4 separate regions of the Sus scrofa genome follow, and regions 1, 2 and 3 are each linked to region 4. Evidence: chromatin contacts called from public HiChIP or PLAC-seq data. All regions are on one chromosome and are shown on one strand. Each heading gives the region's core, a stretch centred on a gene start, on an enhancer-like site or on the middle of the called end of the contact. The rest is flanking DNA. Distances are from core to core; before and after follow the strand shown.

Evidence for each region. HiChIP or PLAC-seq counts read pairs in DNA pulled down with a chosen protein or histone mark.
Region 1: a contact with region 4 is called in an H3K27ac HiChIP or PLAC-seq map of alveolar macrophages. The contact joins two enhancer-like sites. A contact is called at or near these places in 1 of 5 promoter capture datasets (fetal liver), 10 of 47 Hi-C or Micro-C datasets (alveolar macrophages, embryonic fibroblasts, epiblast stem cells and 6 more) and 2 of 2 datasets of contacts at active chromatin or transcription factors (alveolar macrophages and skeletal muscle).
Region 2: an H3K27ac HiChIP or PLAC-seq map of alveolar macrophages shows a contact between it and region 4. The contact joins two enhancer-like sites. A contact is called at or near these places in 2 of 47 Hi-C or Micro-C datasets (epiblast stem cells and skeletal muscle) and 1 of 2 datasets of contacts at active chromatin or transcription factors (alveolar macrophages).
Region 3: a contact with region 4 is called in an H3K27ac HiChIP or PLAC-seq map of alveolar macrophages. The contact joins two enhancer-like sites. A contact is called at or near these places in 2 of 47 Hi-C or Micro-C datasets (alveolar macrophages and embryonic fibroblasts) and 1 of 2 datasets of contacts at active chromatin or transcription factors (alveolar macrophages).

What each region holds. Positions count from the first base shown.
Region 1 is chr15:92,334,351-92,337,541 of Sscrofa11.1, reverse strand. No RefSeq gene overlaps it. Among named protein-coding and RNA genes, the nearest start is that of TFPI, 48 kb to the left of the region's middle. Within about 2 kb of position 1,886, at least 2 of the 83 cell types and tissues checked have an H3K27ac peak or open chromatin away from gene starts, as enhancers often do. A contact at or near this core is called in alveolar macrophages, where this site is marked.
Region 2 is chr15:91,891,598-91,894,874 of Sscrofa11.1, reverse strand. No RefSeq gene overlaps it. Among named protein-coding and RNA genes, the nearest start is that of ZSWIM2, 28 kb to the right of the region's middle. Within about 2 kb of position 1,379, at least 10 of the 83 cell types and tissues checked have an H3K27ac peak or open chromatin away from gene starts, as enhancers often do. A contact at or near this core is called in alveolar macrophages, where this site is marked.
Region 3 is chr15:91,974,339-91,977,442 of Sscrofa11.1, reverse strand. No RefSeq gene overlaps it. Among named protein-coding and RNA genes, the nearest start is that of ZSWIM2, 110 kb to the right of the region's middle. Within about 2 kb of position 1,337, at least 4 of the 83 cell types and tissues checked have an H3K27ac peak or open chromatin away from gene starts, as enhancers often do. A contact at or near this core is called in alveolar macrophages, where this site is marked.
Region 4 is chr15:92,143,303-92,146,277 of Sscrofa11.1, reverse strand. No RefSeq gene overlaps it. Among named protein-coding and RNA genes, the nearest start is that of CALCRL, 130 kb to the left of the region's middle. Within about 2 kb of position 1,482, at least 1 of the 83 cell types and tissues checked has an H3K27ac peak or open chromatin away from gene starts, as enhancers often do. A contact at or near this core is called in alveolar macrophages, where this site is marked.

The DNA.
Region 1 (3,191 bases), core at 637-3,136, 190 kb before region 4:
CAGCTTTAGATCCTTTACAATATTTAAATATATGTGTGTTACATATATATGTTGTACATATATGTGACATGTACATTAACTGAAAGACCAAAGGTGGCATGTCATTTTATCAGCACCATGCTCTAACCAACTGAGCTAACCGACCCTTTAGTATGCCATTTTAATTTGTAGTGTTTTGCTTATATTTTAACATTTATAATGATTGTTTGCCATCTTGTCACTATATATACTACTTTGATTGTATAGTCTATTATAACTCTAGTCATCTCAAAACATCATCAGAATGTTTTCTTAGGAGTCTTCCAAAGTTATTGGGATTTTTCTTTAAAGAAAAAAAAAGACAATTGCATTATTACTTCATCTAGAGAGCAACTTTGGTAATTTGAGAATGTTTAACGCTAGATGGCAGGATGAGACTGTAGATAACACTCAATTCCTCGAAGCTGAGTATTAAAAAAATGATAGCTTTCTCAAAGGTGTAAAGAACTCTTAGGCAGATACATTGTTTATTCTTTAATATAATTCTTTAATATATGTATTATAGTTACACATTTCCTTATATTTAAAAGCTTTCACTGTATACAATAGTGATGTTAAACATGAATCAATTATTGAAAAGAGAATATAAATTGCTAATAATTTTACAAGTTATATAAATATGACAATAGTGGAATAAAATAGTCTGTACTGGGAAAACATTCATGCCATTTGGCATCTCTATAACTTAATTATTAATCTTTTAAGCAAAATATAATATGTGGTCATTTAATCAAATGCTACTTGGGTCAACACGCATAAACACAAAAGTTAAACAATTTATTTTCAAAATCAAGACTGATACTCAGCAAATAAGAAGCATTTCAGAATAAATCCACAATTCATATCCAGAGTATATACCAGCTAATACTAGCCTAGAAATAAGAACTATTTTAAACTCTTTCAGGAGTAGTGATTAGATTTTTCCAGATGAATTACTCTCAGTATTTATGTGCCACTTGTCAGTACAATATGGATAAGTATAGCTAGGGTTACCACATATAATTTTTCATCCAAACCAGGACACTGAGCACAAAAATAAAAACTGAAACTGCCCTAGCAAACAGGGGCACCCATTTAGGGGAGTTCATTTTGTGAGCTTTATGATTTTGTTATATTTTAAAACTTATTTTTAATTAGTCCACAGCATATCTCATTTGCCACTGCCAGTTCTTTATTCTAGCAACAGCTAGCCCTTTGGTGGAAAGGAGAGGCTCAAATTAGTGTGAAATCGATTTTAGTAATGGAAAATAACATATTCACTTTCAATAGTCTAGACATCAGATCTGGGTCCTTTAACCAAATACAGTTCATTAAGTAATAAAAATAACTTGAAAAATACTAAGCAATTTAGGTAAAATAATAGAAGGTCAGGTCAACTTATTTTCTAACTAGGATTTTTTTGATGTAGAGTATAAAAAAATGTGTTTCTCCTCAAATTATTGGTACATTTCGAACAAAGCATAGCATACACAATTTTGTTGATGTATAAATTATCTCTGGGTGTACATAATGACTTTCAAACAATTAAGAATAAAGAGGAATTATTAACTCATAACATAATACCTAAAAAACTTTACAGAAATAATTCTCAATTTTTTTTTTTCTTGCACTCTCATCAGGGACAGTCTGTTATGTTTCATTTAAAAGTGTTTTGTTTTGTTTTCATGGCAAAACTATGCTCCAAGGCAGTAGCCACATGATTTCAAAATAAGTGGTCAGTTCTACCCAAACCACATTTTTGGTCAAATGTGACTTAAGTTAGTCAAATAATATAAACAGTAATCCAGAGATTCTGAGATAGCTTCCTCCTGAGTGTTAGTCAAAGTCCATTTCACATGGTAATTAATACTCATTACTGGAGAACTACGGCCCTTGTGAGCCTTACATGGGACCACAAATGTAGGCACAATCCTGCATGTAGGATTCTGAAAAGGACAAGTATGACTAATTATTATTATATATGTCATACTTCATTCCTGGTTCTATAGAAAACCTTACTGAGTGCTCTGCATGGTTACATCTAGACTCTGTATTAGCAGTATTAGTTGCTGATTGCAGAGAATTTGTCTTCATGTGCTAGTCAAATCTATGTTGTAAACAACTAGATAACAGAATATACCCTATTTTTTCCTTAACTCCCCAACACAACTAGTACAACATCTAGCTCAAAATATAGGTTTGATCACTACTTATTAAATGATTGCAAGTGTCTTCAGTCTATTCTGGGAAAAGATTATTTTATAAATAATTAAGATATATCAGGTTGAACTGATGTATTGATGTCTCACTGGCTAGAATTACCTAATTGATTATCAAAACATTTTCATTTTGTTCTGCTCCACTTTACCAAATATTTGTTGTCTGTTTCACTGTTGAGAGGTCCCATGATCCATCTTTTCGCCTGACTCTCATATCCAGAATGATTCCTGAAAGGCCTCATTCCATTTATTTCACCTGGAGTTTATAAAATGGTGACTCTGAAGAATATGATTAGTGGGATGCAGTTTACCAGTTATTTCTAAATAAGGCTATTAAATGATATTAATAAAAACTATCCAAGGGCCTTCATGGAGTATAACTATGTGCTTGACCAATTATTTAAATATATAAATACTACAATTTCTATTAGGCTTTCCATTTAGTATAGCACTTGATGCATAGTAGAGGAAAAAGGATTGGTTTAAGAGTCTTATAAATTCAAAGCATAGATTTTTTTTCAATCACTAGACTTAACTAATGTTGGGCAAATAGAATCAATGAATCTTTGGAAAAAATAATACTTTTACAAACTTATTGGAAAAAGTTTCAGTTTTTTATAATATAAATTCAAAAGCTATATGTTGATCTCTTTATAGGGGTCAGATAATATACCAAGCACGAGAGATGAGACAGGGTCTCGGGTACATATTAAAGTCTAGTATTTGATTCTGCTCAGAATTTTATTTTATTTTTTCTTCTTTTTTAAATTTTTGTTTGTTTGTTTTTTAGGGTTGTACCCACGGCATATGGAGGTTCCCAAGCTAGGGGTCAAATCGGAGCTGTTGCCACTGGCCTACGCCACAGCCACAGCAACACCATCCAAGCCACGTCTTCGACCTACACCAAAGCTCAAGGCAATGCCAGATCCTTAGCCCACTGAGCAAGGCCAGGGA
Region 2 (3,277 bases), core at 130-2,629, 250 kb after region 4:
TGTTCCAACAAAAAGACCCACAATACTGGGGGGAGGTGGCTAGTTGTTGCCCAGGGTTCTCTTTTCCCCCTGGAGGAACAGAGGCTCAGAGAGACCGTTCCTTTCCTTGTGGTGCTGTGCTGGCCTAGAGAAGGAGAATGTCATCAACTTGTAGCTGCTTCCCTTACCCTCTACTGAGGTCTCTCTTGGTCTCTGTGGTGCAGGGAAGGTGTTTCAGCCTCACCCCTGGGTTCTGAGATTCTCATGGTGTCTTGTTCTTGAATAGTTTGTTGGTTGTTCCTTTAGTGAGGGGAGCAAAATCAGAAACAAGCTATGTTGTCATCTCGGTGAAGTCATTCTCATAAAGCTTGGCTTATAGTTCTAAAATTAGAGTTCTATTGGATTAAATCATATCTACTACAGTAGTTTCATAAGTGTCATTAATATTCCTGTAACTTTTTTAAAATTCTTGTTGCTGCATTCTATTCTTCCTGGCAAAAAGACCTTAGATATTCAATACAATATTGCACATGACATTTTTAACCTAATTATAAAGTCTCTTCTTTAACTGGGAGGGGGCTGGAGGATGTGGGGAAGATGAAGGTGGAGGCAGCTAGTAAACTTAGCAATCATAAAATATAACCTCTCTGGTTCCATGAGGCCACAGAATAATATTCCTAGGGACCATGATAACTACTCTCTAACACATTATTCTTTGAACTTGCAAGATTAACTTTGTTCCAGGGATCAAATCCTTCTTTACATGTGCTAAAACATCTGCTCCATAATTCAAAGAAAATCAGTGGCAAGTATAATTAGGAGTGTTTCAAAATGTATTTTTAATCAAGGAATATGAAGGATTATTTTTTCAATTTCAATAGTCAATACTCTAATATAGCTTCTGTAAAACTTTAAATTTAAAAATTAATATTGTGGAAATGTAGACTTTAAGTTTGATATTCTTTGATACAAAATTACTGGCATATAACATTTGTTGTTAGGTTTCTAAAAGCAAGTGAAACATCTTCAAAATGTCTGATAACTACAAACTACATATGTATGAAACCAAGAAAAGGCAAACCCTATTTTCACATTTACATCTTGTTATCAACTTACCTCAAGGGATTACTTTTGAAGTTTTCAGTATGGGGGCGGGGTAAGAAATAGTGTATCACCAACCAGGCTCCATCAGATCTAAGAGCTCTGAGTATAAGCACTCCACCCACACACAGCTGCATGGCCCAATTTAAGCATGTGATTTTGAGAGGGAAATGTTGGAAAAAAACAGAGTCAGAGGTTGCACAATTCAGGAGATTTTTGCCAAAGTGCTCCCCAGCTTGCCTGAGACACACTGAATCTGGCCCTCAGACATGCTGAAAGGGCTTTCCTTGATCTCCACAAAGCCAGAAGCAAGGCCACTGTAGCAGCCAACTGATTCTCCTGGGTCAGTTAGACCCAAGTTCAACTGCCTCGTAACATCTGGGCTAGAGCAAAGAAAGATTCTTCTCTTTGTTGTTGGGTCCAACATCAGCACAGCACAAAACTAGCTAAGTAATATTCTGTCTGTATTTTGATATTTTCATGGATGATTGTCCTAAATAAAAATAGGGCAGAGTTTGTTTTTTAATCAAGATGTGGTAGTAGGCTTCCCTTTTCTTTATATTATGGTTTTTCAAGAAAAATTCCTCGGAATAATACATTAAATATACTCACTCGATGGTAAACTAGTCAGAAAAAAATAGCCATAAATAAGAAAAATGAAATTCTTTAATGGTAAAAAGAAAAAAGCTGGTAATATCAATAGAAAGTTAGAGTTAGATGTAGAATTATTAAAAACATCATTACTCCTGTGAAGATAAGAATGACTCTTTATTCCATGTTACACTCTCTATGGCAGAAGATCCACAATAGCTTCAATATGTTTGATTTTTTAAAAATCTTGTTGTCAAATTCTCTCCTGTAAACCAGAGAGTAGATGTAGGGGAGACAAAAGGAAGGAAGGAAGGAAGAAGGGGGAGGGAGGGAGAGAGGAAGGAAGGAAGGAAAGAAAAGGAAGAAAGAAGGTATAAAGCAATAATAAAATGTCATTTTTTTAGTATCAGTGGGCATACAGTAATGTTCCGGGGATGATGACAAGCACTTTGATAAAGTATGGTGTGTTCAGGGCCTTTTTTTTTTTTTTTTTTTAAGGGCTGCACCTATGGCATATGGAAATTCCCAGGCTAGGGGTGGAATCAGAGCTATTGCTGCCAGCCTATGCCAGAGCCACAGCAATGCCAGATTTGAGCCATGTCTGCAACCTACACCACAGCTCATGACAATGCTGGATCCTCAACCCACTGAGCGAGGCCAGGGATCAAACCTGCATCCCCATGGATCCTAGTCGGGTTTGTTAACCACTGAGCCATGATGGGAATTCCCTATTTAGGGTTTTTGTGTTTGGTTCTTCATAAGCAATAGAGAAGACAATCAATGTATGATTATTAGAACTTTCCTGGGCTCCTAAGACCAAAAATGCACAACCCACATATTTTTTTCCAGCACAAATAGCAATATAGATATCACACAGCCCTAGTGTGCTTTATAACACAAAAATGCACTTTAAGACACTGTTTTTACAGTACTTTTATTTATTAACTCTAGTATTATCTTAAACATGTGTTGTCTCTGTCCTCATTTTGGCAGGGAACCAACATTATTCTGCTCTGATGCCTGGATGATAGATTTTTTTTTCTTTTTTTTTTTTTTTTTCTTGCCGCCCTGTGGTATAGGGAGTTCATGGGCCATGGATCAGATCCCAGCTGCAGTTTCAACCTACACCACAGCTGAATGCCAGGTCCTTAACTCATGGTGCCAGGCTGGGGAACTAACCTAAATCCCAGCGACACAGAGATGATGCTGATCCCATTGCACCACAGTGGGAACTCATGGATGAGAACTATTTTAAGCCTCTTCAGCAGTCTACAGCCTCTGCCTGCTTGAGTCTAAACTGGAAATGGTTCCTATATTTGTATAGAACCATGGCACTTCCTATGTAACACAATTAACTATTCCCTGTAAATAGTTAAGTTGGTATTTTAACATTTAATTAGCCTATGCTAAGAGCACGTTATCCACTAAATCCATCCACATGACATGATCCTTCCTGATCATGGCCATAGGAAGACACACACATTTATCACACTGGTAGATATCTCTAGAATATATCCACCATGATTCAGGTAACTCTTTAAAAACAGATGCCATACCCCAATTAAAATATACAAATAGGAGTTCCCGTCATGGCACAACAGAAACT
Region 3 (3,104 bases), core at 88-2,587, 170 kb after region 4:
GAGTTGTAGCCGCCGGCCTATGCCACAGCCACAGCAACACCAGGTCCCTAACCCACTGAGCGAGGCCAGGGATCGAACCTGCATCCTCATGGATGCCAGTTGGGTTTGATAACCACTGAGCCATGACGGGAACTCCAATAATTTACTATTAGATATTTTAATAGGAAAATGTAGATTATATCTGGTTTTTCTTTATTGATGTTCTTAGAGATTTGTGTAAGTTTTGAATCTTTTTAAAGAATAAATTTTATACAATGCTAATTTTCTCTATTATGGTTTGGTTTTCTAGATTCTTTCCTGTTATTATCATTATCACTCATTTCTACTTTCTTAAGATTTACTGTTTTCTGGATTTCCTGAGTTAAACATTTAGCTGATAAATTTCCAATTTTTTTCCTACTACAGGCATTTAAAGCCAAAATTTTTCTCCAAGTGTAATTTTTTTCTGTAGTCTACCAATTTTGCTTCCATTATTTTTCAGTTCTAAATAGTTTTTAATTTTAAATATGATTTCTTTTTGCATCTATGAAATATTTGGAAGTATATGCTTTGATATTATTCTCTAATTTTATTATATTGTTCTCAGAAAACATGGCTTGTGTGTTATCATCTGTTAGAGAATTTCTTTATGGCCAAGTACATGAATGACTTTTAAATATATCTCTGGGTGATTGCTAATACCAGCCAAGATGAGTAAGCATGTTAGAGGCTTTCTCTCTCACTGATTACAGTTTAAAATTCTGGATAAAATGCCAAAACAACTATCTGATGGCTCTAATAAGTAAATAAGAGCAAGGATATCAAAAAGATAATTTAAACTCAAAAACCACCAGTATGGCAATGATGAGTTTCCTGGTATTTTTTTCCCTCCAGGATCTTCTGGCTTTGACTTAAGGATGGGCCAAATCAGGGAACTGTGCAAAAACTTGCTTTTCTCAGAGCAAAAACTTTGAGATAAACCTGTTTTGCTAGCCATAGGACTAGGAAGCAAGACACTTGCAAGCAGAGTGTGAGTGTGTGGAGGAGAGGGGATTTCAATATACTTTTCCCTCTCTCTTTGCTTTCTCACTGCCCCAAGGCCAGCCTCACTGCCTGCAGAGGCCTCAGCAGGGGTACAGGACCCTCAAACCCCAAGAAAACCCATCTCTCTGAATAGAGAAATCAGGAAAATGGGCCTCTATGGTGGGGTGTGGAAGGAATGCCTTTTTAAATTATTTTCTTTCACTACTTCTCCCTGAGGTGTATCCAATTACACAGAACTGTACAACAGTGTAAAAGACAACAGCTTTATGAGAAATCTATCTTTCTTGGCCAGAGGAACTTGGAAAGGGGAACCAAACAGTGCAGGGGAAAAATCCTAAAAAGAGAACTGAAGAAGGGGATTCCCAGGCTCAACCCAGAACTGCATGTACAGAACATATCCAAAAAAATCACAGCAAAGTCTTGACGAATTAATCGTGAACGAGCTCTAAAGTTCCACACTAATCTCTTACTGGCTCAGACAGCACAGGAAAGACTTTAAAACCTGAACTGACATTAAAACTACCACCCCCAGAAGGTAAGATAGAACTCCACAGTCTGAATCAACAGAGTTGATTTACTGGTAAACAAAAAACTCAACCTTCTTCAGAGAATTTTAACAAGATACAGAGTCTCAGAAACATTATTCAAAATGTTAAAGATACAATCCAAAATTGTTCAACATACAAATAACAGAAATATTGAACCAGCTTTCTAGAGAAAGAATAATCAACAGATGTCAAATCTAAGATGACCCAGATATTGGAATAAAGATTTTAAATTATGTATCATAATCATCTTCCATAAATTAAAGGTGAATACTCTTGAAATGAGTGGAAATATAGACATTCTTAACAGACAGATTGAAACTATTAGGTTATAAAAAGGGATAAAATGGAACTTTTAAAATTGAAAAATATAATACCTATAACTTGAAAATTCCCTATGTAGGCTCAATAGAAGAATGAAGATGTCAGAGGGGAAAGTCAGTAGACTTAAAGATAAATCAATAAAAATTATCCAGTCCAAGTAACAGAGGGAAAAGATAGAAAATGAAAATAACCAGAGCTTCTAGGTTCTAAGGATAATATGATAGTAATATCAAAAGATCTATTAAGGAGAAATAAGTTGATGCAGAAAAATATTTTAAGACATAGTCGTTGAAAAAATTTCTCCATGTTTGATGAAAAACATAAATTTACAGAAAAAAATTCGAGAATCTTAGCAAACCACAAATGGTTTAAACTAGATTAAAAGACTTAAGGGAGACAGAGGAAAACTTGGAACTTTAGAAATGAAGGAAAAAAAGAAGTAAATGGTAAATATTTTAATATAATTTACTATTTTCTTCTCTTTTTATTAAAACATATATTCCTTTAAAAGTAAAATTTATAATATTTTCTGGGAAATTTTGATGTATTTACATGTAATATATATAACAGGGCAAATGGACAGAAAATCAGTAAGAACATAGAAGACCAAACAATGCTATCAACCAACTTGACCTAATTGACATTTGTAGAACACACCAAATAGTAGAAGAAAATGCATTCTTTTCAAGGACACATGAAACATTAACTAAGATAAAAGAAACATTAACAAATTTACAAGAATTTAAATTATATAAATTATGTTCTCTAAACATCAGTAACAGAAAAATGTCTGCAAAGTACTAAATATTTGAAAATTAACCCATGGGTTAAAGGAGAAATTTTAAGAGAACTTGGAAAATATTTGAACTGAACAAAAATGCAAAGTAACTGTGTAAAGAATATAAGAGGAGATACTCCTACAGACTCTGCAGATACTAAAGGATAACACAAGAATATAAAACTATGCACATAATTTCAACAGCCTGAATGAAATGGATCACTTCCTTGAGAAACAAATTACCAAAATTCACTTAACAGAAATAGTTAATATCTGTATCTATTAGAAAATTGTATTTGTAGTAAGAAATGGGCCAAAAAAGAAACCTGTAGTCCCAGATGGTTTCACTTGTGAATTCTACCAGGTATTTAACAAAGAAATCATTCCAGTTCTACATAATCTCTTGCAAAAAATAGAAAGGCAGGGGAGGAGGA
Region 4 (2,975 bases), core at 233-2,732:
TAAAACATATCATGTCACTTCTTGCTCAATATATTCCAGAGGTTTCTAAACTTTTAAGTCTATCTGAATTGTCCTATATTTTATTTTCTAAATCTCATTATTATGGGGCTACATTTTCTAACTAATGTCTAGCAGTTTTCTCTCACAAAATATTATCATTTTACTTAGCCTAAGACTAGTGTCTGATACATAGGTTTCATTTTATAAAGAAAGTTTCTTTTGCTATTTTGCATGAATATTTTTTTATTTTTTATTTTTTATTTTTTTTGTCTTTTTGCCATTTTCTTGGGCCGCTCTCATGGCATATGGAGGCTCCCAGGCTAGGGGTTGAATCGGAGCTGAAGCCACCAGCCTACGCCACAGCAACGCTGGATCCGAGCCGCGTCTGCAACCTACACCACAGCTCACGGCAATGCCGGATCGTTAACCCACTGAGCAAGGGCAAGGATCGAACCCGCAACCTCATGGTTCCTAGTGGGGTTCGTTAACCACTGCGCCACGACGGGAACTCCTTTTTTTTTTTTTTTTTTAATATTTTTTTTAGGATATAGAAATGGAACTTGGGGTAGGATAGGTTTTTCAATCCTTGCATGGTCAAGGTCCAATTAAATTTCTACATTTCTTATGAAAGTCTGTTAGTCTTTTACGTAAAATGCAGAAAAGTTGGGGTAAGAGGAGAACACATGAGAACACATCCTGACACCACTGATTATTTGATACACCAGAAGTTTCACGTAGAATAGATTTTTGGTCTACTGAAAAATAGCTATGTTGGTTAGATAAAATGAGGGGATGCCATCTCTCTCTGGTCTGCCTTCAACTGGTCTGCCCTATTGCCTCAAAAAATACCTTTTGAATATAAGAATACATAAATGTTGAATAGATAGGTAGACTAGTGAATAAATGAAACCAAGTCAATTAGGTTACATAGTTCAACCCTTTTAACCAGAGGTTTCCTCAATTAAAGTTAATGATTTTTTTTTGTCCTTACTTACTACTTTGTTTATATTCCTAGTAGGATACTTGTTACCACCTGCCTTGAATATTTTTAATTATGGATGTATGTGTTCCCACTACAATAGTTCTTACAGTAGCCAGGGCTTATATCTTACACACTTGAGGTTTCCCAAATATCTCACATAACATCTTGTTTATATCTTCTATACCTTCTTCATAGTAATTTTTTAGTAAACATTTACTGACCTTATTGATCATATAATATCTTGGTTATGGTTCAGTCATTCCTTCTGTGTTCACTGTGACTGGTGTCTCTCACCTAAGCCTCCTCTCCATTCCTGGCACAGAAAGTCTGCAAATACATTACCTAGGCCCCTTGTCAGATGTGACTACCTATTAGTCACCTCTTGCCTGGTGGAAGATTGAAAAGTAGGAAGAGGAGGAGGAGGATTTTTTTCTAGCTCTGGCAGTGTTTTTAAGCAGTTGTTACAGTGGAAGCAGAAGTAGCATCAGAAGGCAAGTACAGTTCGTATCCTGGGTTCTTACACAGACATCTCAGTTCCAGAAGCAACAGCCTCAGTGGCATAGGTCACAGGCAATAAAGATTTCCCTGCTGTTTCTTCAGCTTCGTGGAGTAATATCCTGATGTTCCTAATTTTCACTTGCTTGTGTTTGTTTTTCAAATTTCTAACATCTTAGCCAATTCCTAGTATTAAGTTCCTTTTATTTTCCTTGTTCTGACTGGATACTTACTTGATATACCTCTCAAAGGATACTTATTGTTCCCCATGATTGAATTTAAGTAAACTTTGATCTTCCTGATTTGATTTATGGAATAATATTTCAATCTAAAGGCACCTCTTAGATTAGTGTACTCCATAGGTGACTAACCTCAACTACTATTTATTAATTTGTTCTAAAACTCAAAATGTGACTTCTTGATATTATACCCAAATACAGAGAACTTGCCTTAGTATATTACTCTATATATGAGCCACATCATACAATCACAGTTGAGTTGGGATTCAGCTTCCAAAATATAAGATACATTCATTCATTTATTCTTTAACAAATATTCATTGCATCCTGCTAAATGTCCCACACTCTTCAAGACTCTGGAGATAGAGTAATGACCAAGATAGCCAAACATTTGCTTTCTTGGATCTGACCTTTTATTTCTCTTTTACACTTAAACTGCTTTTAATTGCTAATGTAGTAGTTCCAAACTTCTTCCTGAGTAGAAACTATGTTTGAATTCCTTTACATCAGATAGATTCTAGCTTGGAATGGGGTTTTGGACAGTTAATGGACAACTTGATGTACTTTTAAAAAAATTTTTATTATAGTTGATTTACAATGTTCTGTCAATTTCTGCTGTACAGCAAAGTGACCTGGTTACACACATATATACATTCCTTTTCTCACATTATCATCCATTTTATTCCATCACAGGTGATTAGATATAGTTCCCTGTGCTATATAGCAGGATTGACCTTCTATATTATTGGGAAGCAGATATTAAACAGATAAATAAATTCATACACAAAACCTTTTCTATCAATAATATGTAATCTGTAGAACATAAAATCATATAATCAGAACAATGGCCTACCATAATGAAGAGAATGTAAACCCTATTACCTAAAAATGGTATTTCACCTCTTTGGTTATTCTCCCTAAAACCCATAACCATAATCTAACTATAAGGAAGACATTAGACAATCCCAAACTGAGATACATTTCACAAAAATTCCTGGCCAGAACTCCTCAAAGCCATTACATTCATCACTCAGAGTCTTGAGGACTCCAACTCTATCAGTGACTGTTTCAATATTGTAAGGATATAGTTACTACTTTAATAACGTTGTAGTTAATGTATTAACTTTTCTCATGGATGCTGCATGCTGGGCGAAAGAAAGAAAAGAAAGGAAAGAAAGGAAAGAAAGGAAAGAAAGAAAGAAAGAAAGAAAGAAAGAAAGAAAGAAAGAAAGAAAGAAAGAAAGAAAGAAAGAAAGAAA